2 separate regions of the Rattus norvegicus genome follow, and region 2 is linked to region 1. Evidence: chromatin contacts called from public Hi-C data. All regions are on one chromosome and are shown on one strand. Each heading gives the region's core, a stretch centred on a gene start, on an enhancer-like site or on the middle of the called end of the contact. The rest is flanking DNA. Distances are from core to core; before and after follow the strand shown.

Evidence for each region. A called contact is a pair of places that touch in the nucleus more often than the background predicts.
Region 2: a Hi-C map of Schwann cells shows a contact between it and region 1, with 2.9 times the contacts expected there. The contact joins the promoter of Tbr1 here to the enhancer-like site in region 1. A contact is called at or near these places in 5 of 12 Hi-C or Micro-C datasets (Schwann cells, frontal cortex, liver and 2 more).

Annotation. Positions count from the first base shown.
Region 1 is chr3:66,598,319-66,604,058 of GRCr8, reverse strand. It overlaps Tank (TRAF family member-associated NFKB activator), which reads right to left. Exons shown (of 8, transcript NM_001164073.2): 8 at 5,195-5,740. Among named protein-coding and RNA genes, the nearest start is that of Psmd14, 62 kb to the left of the region's middle. Within about 2 kb of position 2,763, at least 51 of the 93 cell types and tissues checked have an H3K27ac peak or open chromatin away from gene starts, as enhancers often do. A contact at or near this core is called in Schwann cells, where this site is marked.
Region 2 is chr3:66,756,410-66,762,149 of GRCr8, reverse strand. It overlaps Tbr1 (T-box brain transcription factor 1), which reads right to left and starts at 2,347. Exons shown (of 6, transcript NM_001191070.2): 1 at 1,401-2,347; 2 at 672-826; 3 at 1-96. The coding sequence starts at 2,092.

The DNA of each region.
Region 1 (5,740 bases), core at 1,514-4,013:
TGGGTGCCGCTGGCAGAAGAAGTTCCTTGCAAGTGGTCACAGATATGAGCTGGAAAACTCACCCTTGCATGGTGTCAGTGAGGCGGGTGATATCTCTTTTGATTTGGGGCCTTTCTTGAGCCATAATCTCCAACAAAATTTCGCTAAACAGACTTCATTCACATTCTGAATCTGGTTTTTGTCTCACACATACTAAATTTTACAAAACAGAAAGAAACAATAGAGCTTATTAGGAAAAACTTGTCTTGAATAGTAAATTAAGCATCATGGAAATAGGCACATGTTTTAGCACGGTTTCCCCCCTTTCTTACCAATCGAACATTTACATCTTTTTCAGGGCTGTGATTTTCCCCTTAAGTCTTAAGCTGGCAGCACACACTTGCATCAGATGAGACTTACATCATTTGTATCCACAGAGAGAGAGAAGTCCTAGCAAAATGAGCTTTCTGCACTCACCCCCTAACCTGTGTTAATCATCCCGGTTGTGGTGTTCTAAGAACCTACAGAACTAACTCATTTTGAAGACTGTAAATCAGTTGTCAGTGATAACCAGTATCAAAGTATGCCTTGCTCACCAAGACCTGTAAAGGTACACCCGACTACGTGGCTTGTTATTAAGAGATAGGTCCCAGGTGGAGGCATCTTCGAAACCAATATATTTTCTTTATAACTGGTGTCAAATTGATGTATATATTAAAAAAAAACTTGGAAAATGATCTCAAAGAGGAAGTAACAGCCCAAGGAGCCATATGTTCAGGGAAGCTATCAGGTTTCCATTGGGACCAAATTTCATTTCACCTTTTTGTCCTTATGCACAAATAAAACTTATTTGTAAATATGCCATTCAAACAGCCATGCAATTTTGTGAGGCCCTAAGGGTGGAGAAGAAACTATCCTAGTCCATAAAAAGCCGATGGAAGGTAAATAATTTTGTTAGCTATTGGATATGCATAAGGCCACAAGGGATTGAACTCCATAAATTCACACCCTCAATGAAATGCTTCCATAGAACTAGTTAACAAAGAAAAGGCTGATAAATAGTTAATAAATAAATCTCGATGTCGATGGAATTGCTGAACCCAGGTTTACATCAATGGATGTAATCTCCCCCCTTGCTGGTGGATGGATTCCTATTCTAACAGATTCAGGGATTTTTCCCAAGGCAGGCTAACAGTATAGCATTGAAAAGTCTGATAGGCTAAGGGCAGAGGGCTGCACAGTGGTTTTCCAGAGAAACCAAAAGTACTTCTGTTTACCAGCACAAAACACTTTATAGAAGTCCTTTCAGGAATTTTCAATTTTAAAGCTTTCCAGCATTTTAGTAGATTCTAATAATCGTGCATTCGTTACTTTATTGGTATGCCTGGGCGTATTCTAACGGGAAAATTACGTTGAGCATTTGTGCAGCTTTCCATATGACTAGAATCAAAGTCTAAAAACACCGATTCACTCACGCCACTTGATTTTATATGTATTTATGTACTTTTATTAAGAGACATTGCAACTTTAGGGGAAAGGCCATCATAGAAATGAAACCCTTGTGTACTCAGTAAGTCTCCACGCACTTGTTTGTGTCGTTATACCAAGATTAAAGTCGGTAGAAAAAAAATCATACTGCATAGGTTATCTTGCAACTATTTCTTTTACCATCCATGGTTAGAGGAAAGTTTTATCATGTTAATTTAGGCACCTGGCTAGCTAATATTGAGGAGTCTTAGGAAAAACTGCCTTCTCAGGCAGGTCTTTGTTTCTGAGTTCCGGCTAAGACACTTCAGAGTGAGAAGGGACATCAACGTCTTTTATCCTAAGAATGGTTGATGAAATGGTAGTTTAAGTGTCTTTCTGCTCAACCATCAACTCGCTGTGAAACCTCCCCTGACTCCCCAGCGAGCCTCAACAGGTATGGAAGACTTTTTTGACCAGACTAAGTTTATGATGCATTCTTTGGTGTTGCTGTTCATGTCCAACTTCTCACAGGCCAGAACACTGAGCCACCTGGTCAAGAAGGGACACAGGGCTCCAGCCATGCACAGGCCCCCATCTTCGGGTGCCCGGATCGTGGGAAGGTTACCTGCTTTGAAAAGGCGTTCGTCTTACCAGCTACTGTCTTAGGTGGTATTCCCCGGGGGTATATGTCACAGAAGCTCATTAGCCTAGTCTTGGGGTCAGGAGGTCAGGGGTTGGGAGTACAACTAATTGTAAGGCCCTTTCTGGTTTATTAAATCGCTCGCTCGCAGTTGTGCTCGGGGCCGGGGATGCAGGGATGCGAGGGTTACAGCCCGCAGCCTTTGGGGGCATGTGGGGGTGTTTGTGAGGGGGGGAGGGCTTGACCACGCCGACAGCTCAAACCAGTGTGGCTCGGCAGCTCGCACCAAGGCTGGAAGCCTGTGCGGGAAAGATCCGGCTCGGCCCGATCTGGCTTTGTTTTTCTGGCTCTTTCTTCCACTCCGGGGTTTGTCCCTGGGCCTCTGGCGTGGTTCGGTTACCCCGCCACCCAGCGCGTTCGCTTCCCCGCAGGCAGGCCTGGCGGGCGGGCGCGCGCTGCAAACGTGGGTCCCGGGCGCCCCATGCGGGCTGAGCTCGCTCGATCGCTCGCCGGCCCGCCGGCCAACCCGGGTGCGGCTCGCCAGCGGCGGGGAGGACGCGCGGGAAAGCCAGGGAGCGGGAAGCGGGCGGCGGCGGGCCCGCTGGAAAGGAGGGAGCGCCGCAGGCGGGAGGACGACGCGCGGAGGAGGGAGCGGGAGGAAGGAGGGAGCGCGGCAGGCAGGCGGAGGGAGGGCTGATTAGCATGCAGCAGCGCTCGCGCGCCCGGCTCCATTGTTTTAACACCTCCCCTCTCCTCCGCGCCAATCTGTCACCGTTCAGCAGGCGAACGCTGCTGCCTCAAATGCTGCTCTTCTCAAATGAGACGGATAATTAGTTGCCCCGCACGAATGCCGCACTCTTCTCACCCCTGATTGCTATCACCTTCTTGCTCCTGGCAGTTTTGACACCTCGTAATCAGCCTGCTGCTTTTCTCTTTTCTTCCCGACTTCTGCTTCCCTCCCCCCTTCCTTCCTAGTTGATTTATTTATTTATTATTATCATTTTAAATGCAATCTCCGTGCCTATTTGGACGAGTGCTCCTCCGAGTTAACCTTGCATATACGTGTGTGCCTATATATGCATATGTAAACTAGGGTGTGTGTGTGTGTGTGTGTGTGTGCGCGCGCGCGCGCGCGCGCGCGTGTGTGAGCAAGGGGCGGGCTGGCAATTTTGCGGGAAACACTGCTTCCACGCGGAGAGAATTTTCTCCTCAAGATATTTTTGGGATGGGAGAAGTTGGGGAGAGGGACGGGAGGGAAGAGTTAGGGAGACCTCAATTAATGCTTTAAAGATCTCTTAGAAATTAACAAACTGGGGAGTCTCGGAATCTGCTGTCAGAAGCGTGTTTTCCCCTCTCTCCTCTAACAAGCACTGACAGTCTAATTACTGTAGCTACAAGCAGCTGTCGAGGCAGCAGCCCGCGAGCGAAGGCGCCACGGGATGAGCGCTCACCGCCGGCCCCTGCGCCCAGCCTAACCCAGCGAACCGCGGCCAGACTTGGGAGGATGGAGAGAAGCGCGAGGCCCGGCACCCGGCAGCCTCGCCAGCCCACGGCGGGCCTGCGAGTCAGCAGACTCCCTTATTGTTTCATATTTATAAAGTCTTTACCTTGAAGGTTAAAAGATGTGAAGAAGAAAGGAGGGGACCTGAGGGGGGGGTGCGAAGAAAATCTTTTAAGCTTCCATCCATTCCTTTTCTACCTCCTCAAGTTCTCCCTCCCCCGGTGTTGGTAAAATAACCACGCAACCCGGGGCTGAGGGGGCGGGGTGAGCCAGGCTGGAGTGTAAGAAAGCAGATGTCCCCGCTGGCAGCAGCCTCAGCCTCCGGGGAAAGCTGCACCGGGGGGGCCATCCCGAGGACATTCACCTCCCACTTCTCAGGCATCCCGCTCACAACTGCCTCGCCTCGGCAGGGGTGGTTTTTTTTTTTTTTTTCCCAGACTCAGCGTTTTGCGCACGTAGCTTTCTTACCTGGGAGCTGTTCTTACCCGGTTACGCTTAGCAGAAGCCCAGCACCCCGCTCAGTAATAGGGTAGAGGGATAGACCTGACCGGTGTTCACTATACCTTTCGAGTGGCGGGGTCCTGTCAACCTTTCAGAGCAGGACAGAAGGCCCCTCTCTGGCGGCCCAATTGGGTCTCTGCCCTAAGAAGTTGGAGCATGGGGTACTGCTGGAGTCTTAAATTCCCACCTTACTAAAGTGGTGAGGACCGGTTGCTCCAGAAGAGGGTAGTGGGCCACTTCGAGTCACTTTCTGGAATGGAGTTCTTTTTGGTTGTCAGCAAGCCAGTAAAGATGTCAATCGTGTGAGAAAAGGAGAGGAAAAAAATCCTTCTTTTGATAGGCGGTGGGGTATATTCTGATTAGTACACATACTGGGAAGTTTTGAGTTTGAGCGTGTGTGTGTGTGTGTGTGTGTGTGTGTGTGTGTGTGTGTGTGTGTGTGTGTGTGTAGTGGAGGGGAAGCTGGGAGGAAGAAGAGAGTCTTTGGGTAATTGTCTAGGCATTTCCATTCAGCCTGATGGCAAAGATGTACATGCCTCAGAACCCTTCACAGTGCATACCTAATAATCACGATGTCACCCTGGTGAGGAAGATGTCAATGTGATGTGCTCGGCACCTTGAGACATCGAGGTACCATTCTCATTCTTCCACTGAGCACAGAGGCCTGCTTGAATTCCCCCATGCTAAACCTCCAGTATGAGACACTGCTCAAGGACAGTTACTTTTCTGTTGAAAGCTACAAGTCAATGCTTATTTCATAAAATGGAAGCTGTGTCTCAACCATGTTTAAAAATTGGGGGCGGAGGGGAGTGGGAAGAGAATCATGAAGAAAGGAAGGCAAGTCTCATTTTAAACAGTTCTGCCGCACTGCGTACTTGGTTCCTAAGACGTCTCCAGTGGCCATCAATCAGGCTGCTAACAATGAATAGCAAATTTCTCCACAAGAATTTGAACGTTTCTAATCTAAATTAATAAATATGTATTCTCCTTACAGGCTTTTACATTTGTTTCCAATAAAAGGAAAAAAATTAGAATGCTTAGTTTGAAAGATCATTTTGAAATTTAAAGTGACCTATTAATGTGTAATAAATGCCATCAGACATGAATTTTATGAACCCTCCCCAAATGTGATTTATTTACCTCAGAAACAAAGAACACTTTCAATAATCATGACATAAGGAACTTTTAATATTTAATAATAATCACTCAATCATGCATTTTATACACATAGTAAAAATTAAAACCATGTGTATTATTTAAAAAATGATCTAAAATGTTTAAATAATTTTCACTGGGCAACTAATGATTGATTTGATATTTACTTTGATCATATTGTCTGCTATTATCTGTAAGTTACAAACATATTTTAAAGGAATATTACCTGTAGTATAATTAAAAATTCAAATGAAATTTGAATACCCTATAAACATTTGATATAACCAAATTTAATAGATTTCGTGAGAGTCAAACAATAAACTTAGCCATTTAGAACATAAATTATGATTACATAACTCTGTAGGTCACATGCGTAATTTTGAAATCTGGAAATTATAGTATAAACATGAATAATATAATATAATGAATTATAGTTTTTTATATACAAAATGATCTCTTAAAAGATAGAGTAACAACTTTAGAGAAAAATTCAAATA
Region 2 (5,740 bases), core at 1,098-3,597, 160 kb before region 1:
TGTTGTTGGTAAGTTTTAATTTTCCAAACGAGATTTCTTGCCGCATCCAGTGAGCCCCAGTGTTGGGGGAATCCGGATGCATATAGACCCGGTTTCCTTAATAAAGAAATAGCTTGTTTACATATGCTGCTCTGGGCACTGCCCAGTCCCAACTCCTTAATACACGAAACACTCACACACACACACACACACACACACACACACACACACACACACACACATACACACACACACACACCTCACTTCACAATGAAACCCATTACCTGTTTTTTTTTTTGGAGGGGGGCATACTTTCTTCTCTTAACTGGAGATTATTAAAATAGCTTTACTGTCCAGTCCCAACTCTGTACCACATATCACACACACACACACACACACACACACACACACACACACACACACACACCTTCACAGAGAGGACCATTAGCTGGGCTTCTTTTTTTTTTTTTTTTTTAAGCCGCGATTTCTTCCCATTAACTGGGAATGATTAAAATAGCTTTTGCATAATCCTCCCCTTTCTTGCCGCTCAGTCTGTCCCCTGTCCCTCTCTTCTTTAGGAAGTCATTGGCCGACCGTTTTAAAAAGTCGCTCGAGCCAGTCCACAAAAGGCTTTAATTAATCATTCTCACCTAAATAAGTGTCAAGAAAACGTGTTAATTGGAAGGACTTGCCTTGCACATTGGTGTCCGCTTTGCCACAAGGAACCCATTTGCCTCCTTGAAACCTCCAGTGATTGGGATCCGCCAAAATCACATCCACAAAAATATTGTAATGAGCGGTGGGATCGAGACCAGAAATGTTAAAACTCAAAAAGGGAAACATGCGCCTGTTTGAATTAAAAAGAGAGAGAAAGCAAGGGGGAAAAAAAGAAAATAAATGTTAAAGATTAAATGCTGCAAGAAGCGGGGCGCCAGAAAGCTAAGCAAAACTTGTCCTCGCCGCGTGTCTGAACGAATGTTTGCTGATCTAGAAAGGGAGAGTGGGAGAAGGGAAGATGTAGGACCGAAGTCGGGGAGAGCACCGAGCGCTCTGGAGTTGGGGGACGGATTGCTCGGTAGAGAGCCGGGTTGGCGGCCTGCTTCTCCACCTGTCGGCACAGGCCAGCTTCGATGAGTTGCTCTGAAAGCCTGTTAGCGGCCACGGCTCTTCGTCTTGCTCCAGCCACCGACTGGTTCTCCGACCGCATTGGCACAGCAGGCTCCCCGCCACCAAACATCACCACGGTGGTTATTATCCCTTCCACTTTCCCCTTTTCCAAAACCAGCCAACTCCAGGGCGCACCCGAGCGCCTTTCCACTCCGCTCCCCGACCCCACATAGTCGCTGCCCGGCGGTCACAACTTGGGTGCGTTCGCCCAGGGTCACGCCTGGAACAGCGGCAGCCAAGAAAAGTAGCATTACCTTCCCTGTTTAGTGATGATCATCTCCGTTTGATGCCGATGAAATTTCAGCCAAAGTGGCCTGTTGCACAGGTATACCTGCGCCTTGCCGGGCACCAACCCGGGCTGGGTGGAGGAGAACTGGTAGAATGGGGCTCCTTGGTAGGAGTGGCCGTACTGCTGTGGGTAGGGGTAGCCGGCGGTGGGGTAGCCCTGCGGCGAAGAGTTGGACAGCAGGCTGTTGTAAGCTCCGTTGGTGATGACCGGGTGGTGGGCCATGTAGCGACTGGGGCTGCCGATGGAGAAGGCGGGATGCGCCGGTCCGTGCTGGCCGGGGTACGGGAACATGGCACTGGGAGCGGTGGCCGCAGACTGTGGCTGGCTGGACTGAGAGAGGAGGTAACGATCTGCAGCAGAGCCATCGAAACTGTGACGAAGCTCAGAGACCCCGTCCAAGACAGGAGAGAGTTTACTTCTCTGGACGTCCCCTGGTGAGTCCTTGGAGTCAGGAAAATTGTCTGTATCTGACTGATTCGTCATCCCCCTGGTAATTTTTTTCAAAGGTGAACTTCTCTCCAGGTTGTCAGTGGTCGAGATAATGGGATGATCATGCAAGACAAGCTCAGATCCGCCCGAATGTGGGTAGCTGCTGCTCACATTGAGAAATTTCTTGGAGAGCATGATAGAAGGAGAGAGGCAATGCTCCAGCTGCATAGCTCTAGAACCTGAAGGCTGGCCCTCCCGTCCCTGGGTTTTAAAGTCCTGTTTATCATAAACTAGGAATCCACAGACCCCTCACTAGACAGAAAGCACTTCAACCAGCAAATGCTTCTCAAAGGTTTGATTTACTTTTTTTTTTCCCTGGGAGAAGAGATTGGCCAATTGACACTATGCAGCAATCAGAAAAGGCTCACTTTTGATCTTGCTGCTTATGCAGCCGATGAAACGGCTCCTGCCATTGGTTAGCTGCTGACAGTAATTTAATTAGATAGACATTAATTAGGATAATCACCTGGCTCCTGGTCGCGACGATCATGGCAAATTGAAGGGGATGATTTTATTGTTGGCTTGGGGGGTGGGGAAAGTGTGTTGGTTTACGTGAGCTCTGTTATGTCACCTTTAAGCTTTGTGACCACTGCTTTAGGAAGATTCAAAGATGTGCAATTTACTAAACATTTCCTAACCCCCCCCCCCTTCTCTCTTTAGAGAGGAGGGGTGGAGGAGGGAATTCGATGATGCTAGGAGACTTTTCGGATCTGAATGAGCCAAATATTCAGTTGAATGTAACGATTTCAAGTGCAAAGTATACAAAGCGCGAGCCGGTGGCCTCTTCTCGCCCTGTAAAACTTCCAGAGTCTGTCTTTTCCAGTTAATACGCAGAAGCATACACACCTGAGCCTGTGCTTTGTTGAGTCGGTGCTGCGTGTCCTTGACGCCCCCTCCCCCACTTTAAACTACACGAATAAATAAATAAATCAACAAACCTCCAGCCGCTGAAAGCCACAGCCTTAAGAGAGATAAGGAGGCGAAGCGGCTAGCCCACCCATCAACCCACCTCAGGAAGGTTCGGTTTCCGGCTAGGGTACAGAAACAGTGACAATCTATGATCTCCTTTTTAAGTTTTGAAATAATCATAAGCCGTGGCGCTGAAGTGCTTTAATGTATTTGCAGTCATGTTTACTGGGTCGTTACTAAATATTTTATCAGCCAACTTGGTTGCAGATCATCTGAAGAGCAGCTAGCTGGGGGCGGGCGCCATGTATCCTTTGAGTCCCACCGCACTTCCTCCTTTTTGGAGGCACTGGCTTGGTGACAGGTTCATAAGCCTCGCCAGGAAAAAAGAGAGAGGGCTGAGTCCCCAGCGCAAATGGGTTCGCTAGAAGCGTTGATCTGGGGAGACAGAGTGGAAGTGGTGTCAACGCGATGATCTTACTGGTGTGTGTGTGTGTGTGTGTGTGTGTGTGTGTGTGTGTGTGTGTGTGTGTGTGTGTAATGTTTACATAATCCAGAGGGAGAGAAAAAGAATCCATGCCAGTAATTTTTAAAAGAGGATTAGCGAAAAGAATCGATTTAAGGAAATTTTGGCACAAGTAACATGAGTCCCCAAGCAACTGAGTTTTAGGGAGAAAAGATCTCCTACTATCTGCTTCACGGAGGCCAGCGGCCAGCCTCAGGCCAAGAGCACCTGAGATGACAAACCCAGAGCTGCTGTCTAGACATGGCCAACCTGCTCCGTAGCTTTCCTTCCTGAAGGCAAGAGGCGCAGAAATGCAAAGCCAACCCCAGGCATAGCTCAGCTTGGCCTGCAAGGTGGTGGAGAGGCGGCGAGCTCGGGGGACTTAAGAGAGTGCCAGGCGACCTGTCTGGCTCAGGCTGGAGAGGCTCACACTCCACCCTTGCCTCAGGCAGGCGGGGCCTGGGAATCTATCTCCTCCAGCTGCTGCCTCTGCCTTTGAGATCGCAGACAGTAGCCCCGGCCAGAGCAGCAGAGTTCAAAGCTGGGTGGAATTTGGGTATGGTCAGAAAAGAGTTAACAGATTCAAGATGTGCTGGAGTTTGGTCTGCAGCGGCCAGCACTGAGCACAGACTGCACCACCTCCCTCAGAGGCTAGACTCCGTGGCTGCAGAGGGTACCAGCTGCAGGCTCCCACAGGGCACAGGAGCAAGACCTGGCACTGATGGCCATCGGCGGACAGGTTGATGATCAGATGTTTGGAATCAAGTAGAAGCAATTTTCTGGGAGAAAAATAACGCCAGACCCTTTTTCCCTTTGCAAGCAAACCTCAGCTCCTCTCCAGAAAGCTTCATAAACAGGCTGGGTTTTAGCTGTGCAGGCACTGGAGCACCTAGGTTGGCGGCCGTGGTGGGGTAAATAGGTATGATGGTATTTGATGTTTTCCTCCCTTAGTCATTGCTACAACTTTTGCCCCATTTTACCTGGTTGTGTCCTCCTGTTTGTATCATTAGCTTCTGTCACCAAGTGCCTCTCCTCACCCTCCTGCTTCTCATACCATCTTGCCTCTTGTCTTGAACAGGACACAGAGCCTTAAATACATATATGAAGGTGACAGACCACCTGAGCTTTTGGAAGCCTTTTGCCATGCTGGACACTCCGAACTGGCTTCTTAAAAACACAAGGAATAACAAAGCACCCATCTAAGTGTCGAGGGGATAGAAAAGGAATGCACATCCCTTAGTTTTTAAGGAACTGATTCTGGAGGTGAACAGGCACTGTGTGACCCATTTTCAATAGTCAGCCCCGAAAGTAGTTCCTCAAATATATATAGGCTTTTCCTCGAGATCAACGTATATTCACAAAGAAAATGAGGACTGTACAGTCTTGTTAATCTTAGGTTTAGGGTGGACTTGGGCTGGGTGTATGAGCTTCCATAGCTCTGGTCCAGGCAGACCACTTGCACAGTGTGTAGTTACATCACTGCACTGTCACTAGAGCAGCCTCAGCTCCTCACTGCTTGTGTGCGTTGGTGGTGGTAGTGATGGGGTTACCTTGTGTTTAACAAGACCTTCCATATCAGGCCACTGATAAAGGGGTTATACATTACTAGATTGAGGTGTTCATGGAGTGTCTATTGCAGCGACTTGATTCTGATCACTTAAAAATACAAAAACAAATGGTTTTTGGTATGAGGGATTGTGTCAAGGTTCTGAAACTAATACTGTTTCCAACATGAAGAAGGCAGGAGGAAGTGTTACCTGGGAAATCAAGGAAACCCACAAGGTTAAGTAGCCAGGTATGAGGCAAGCCCTCCCAGCCACAGACTCTAACTCAGTCTGAGTACTGAACCTAGTCCCAGAAATGCTTAGATCTCTCCTTTTCAAAGGGCATACTCAACTTAAAACACTCTCTCTCTCTCTCTCTCTCTCTCTCTCTCTCTCTCTCTCTCTCTCTCTTTCTCTTTCTCAACTAGTTCTTCAATATCTGTGAAAGTTGTCATTAATTATAAAGGGTGAAAACCCGGTATTTAAAAAGAAAGATGCCCATAGGTGTGAATTAGTCAAAAGGGAACATTCTATCCCTTTTTAAAATTTTTAAGTGATTAGATGCAATCACAACAACTTACTGTTACAGTTAACAAGACACTATCACTACATTTAAAGGATGGGACAAGCAGTAAGTGCCCAGAGCATCTCATTCCACCAGAAAAAAAGGGAAAACAAACAAACAAACAAACAAATCCATTGAAACACACTGGACACTTAAACAATTCTACCCCCAACTCTGACAACTCCATCAGACGGTTAAGGGCACAGATATTTACTGGGACAGTATCTGGTATACCATGCCACTTGTGGTACCCACCCCCTAGTAGGTGAAATCTCAAGTTACCCAATATAATCCTC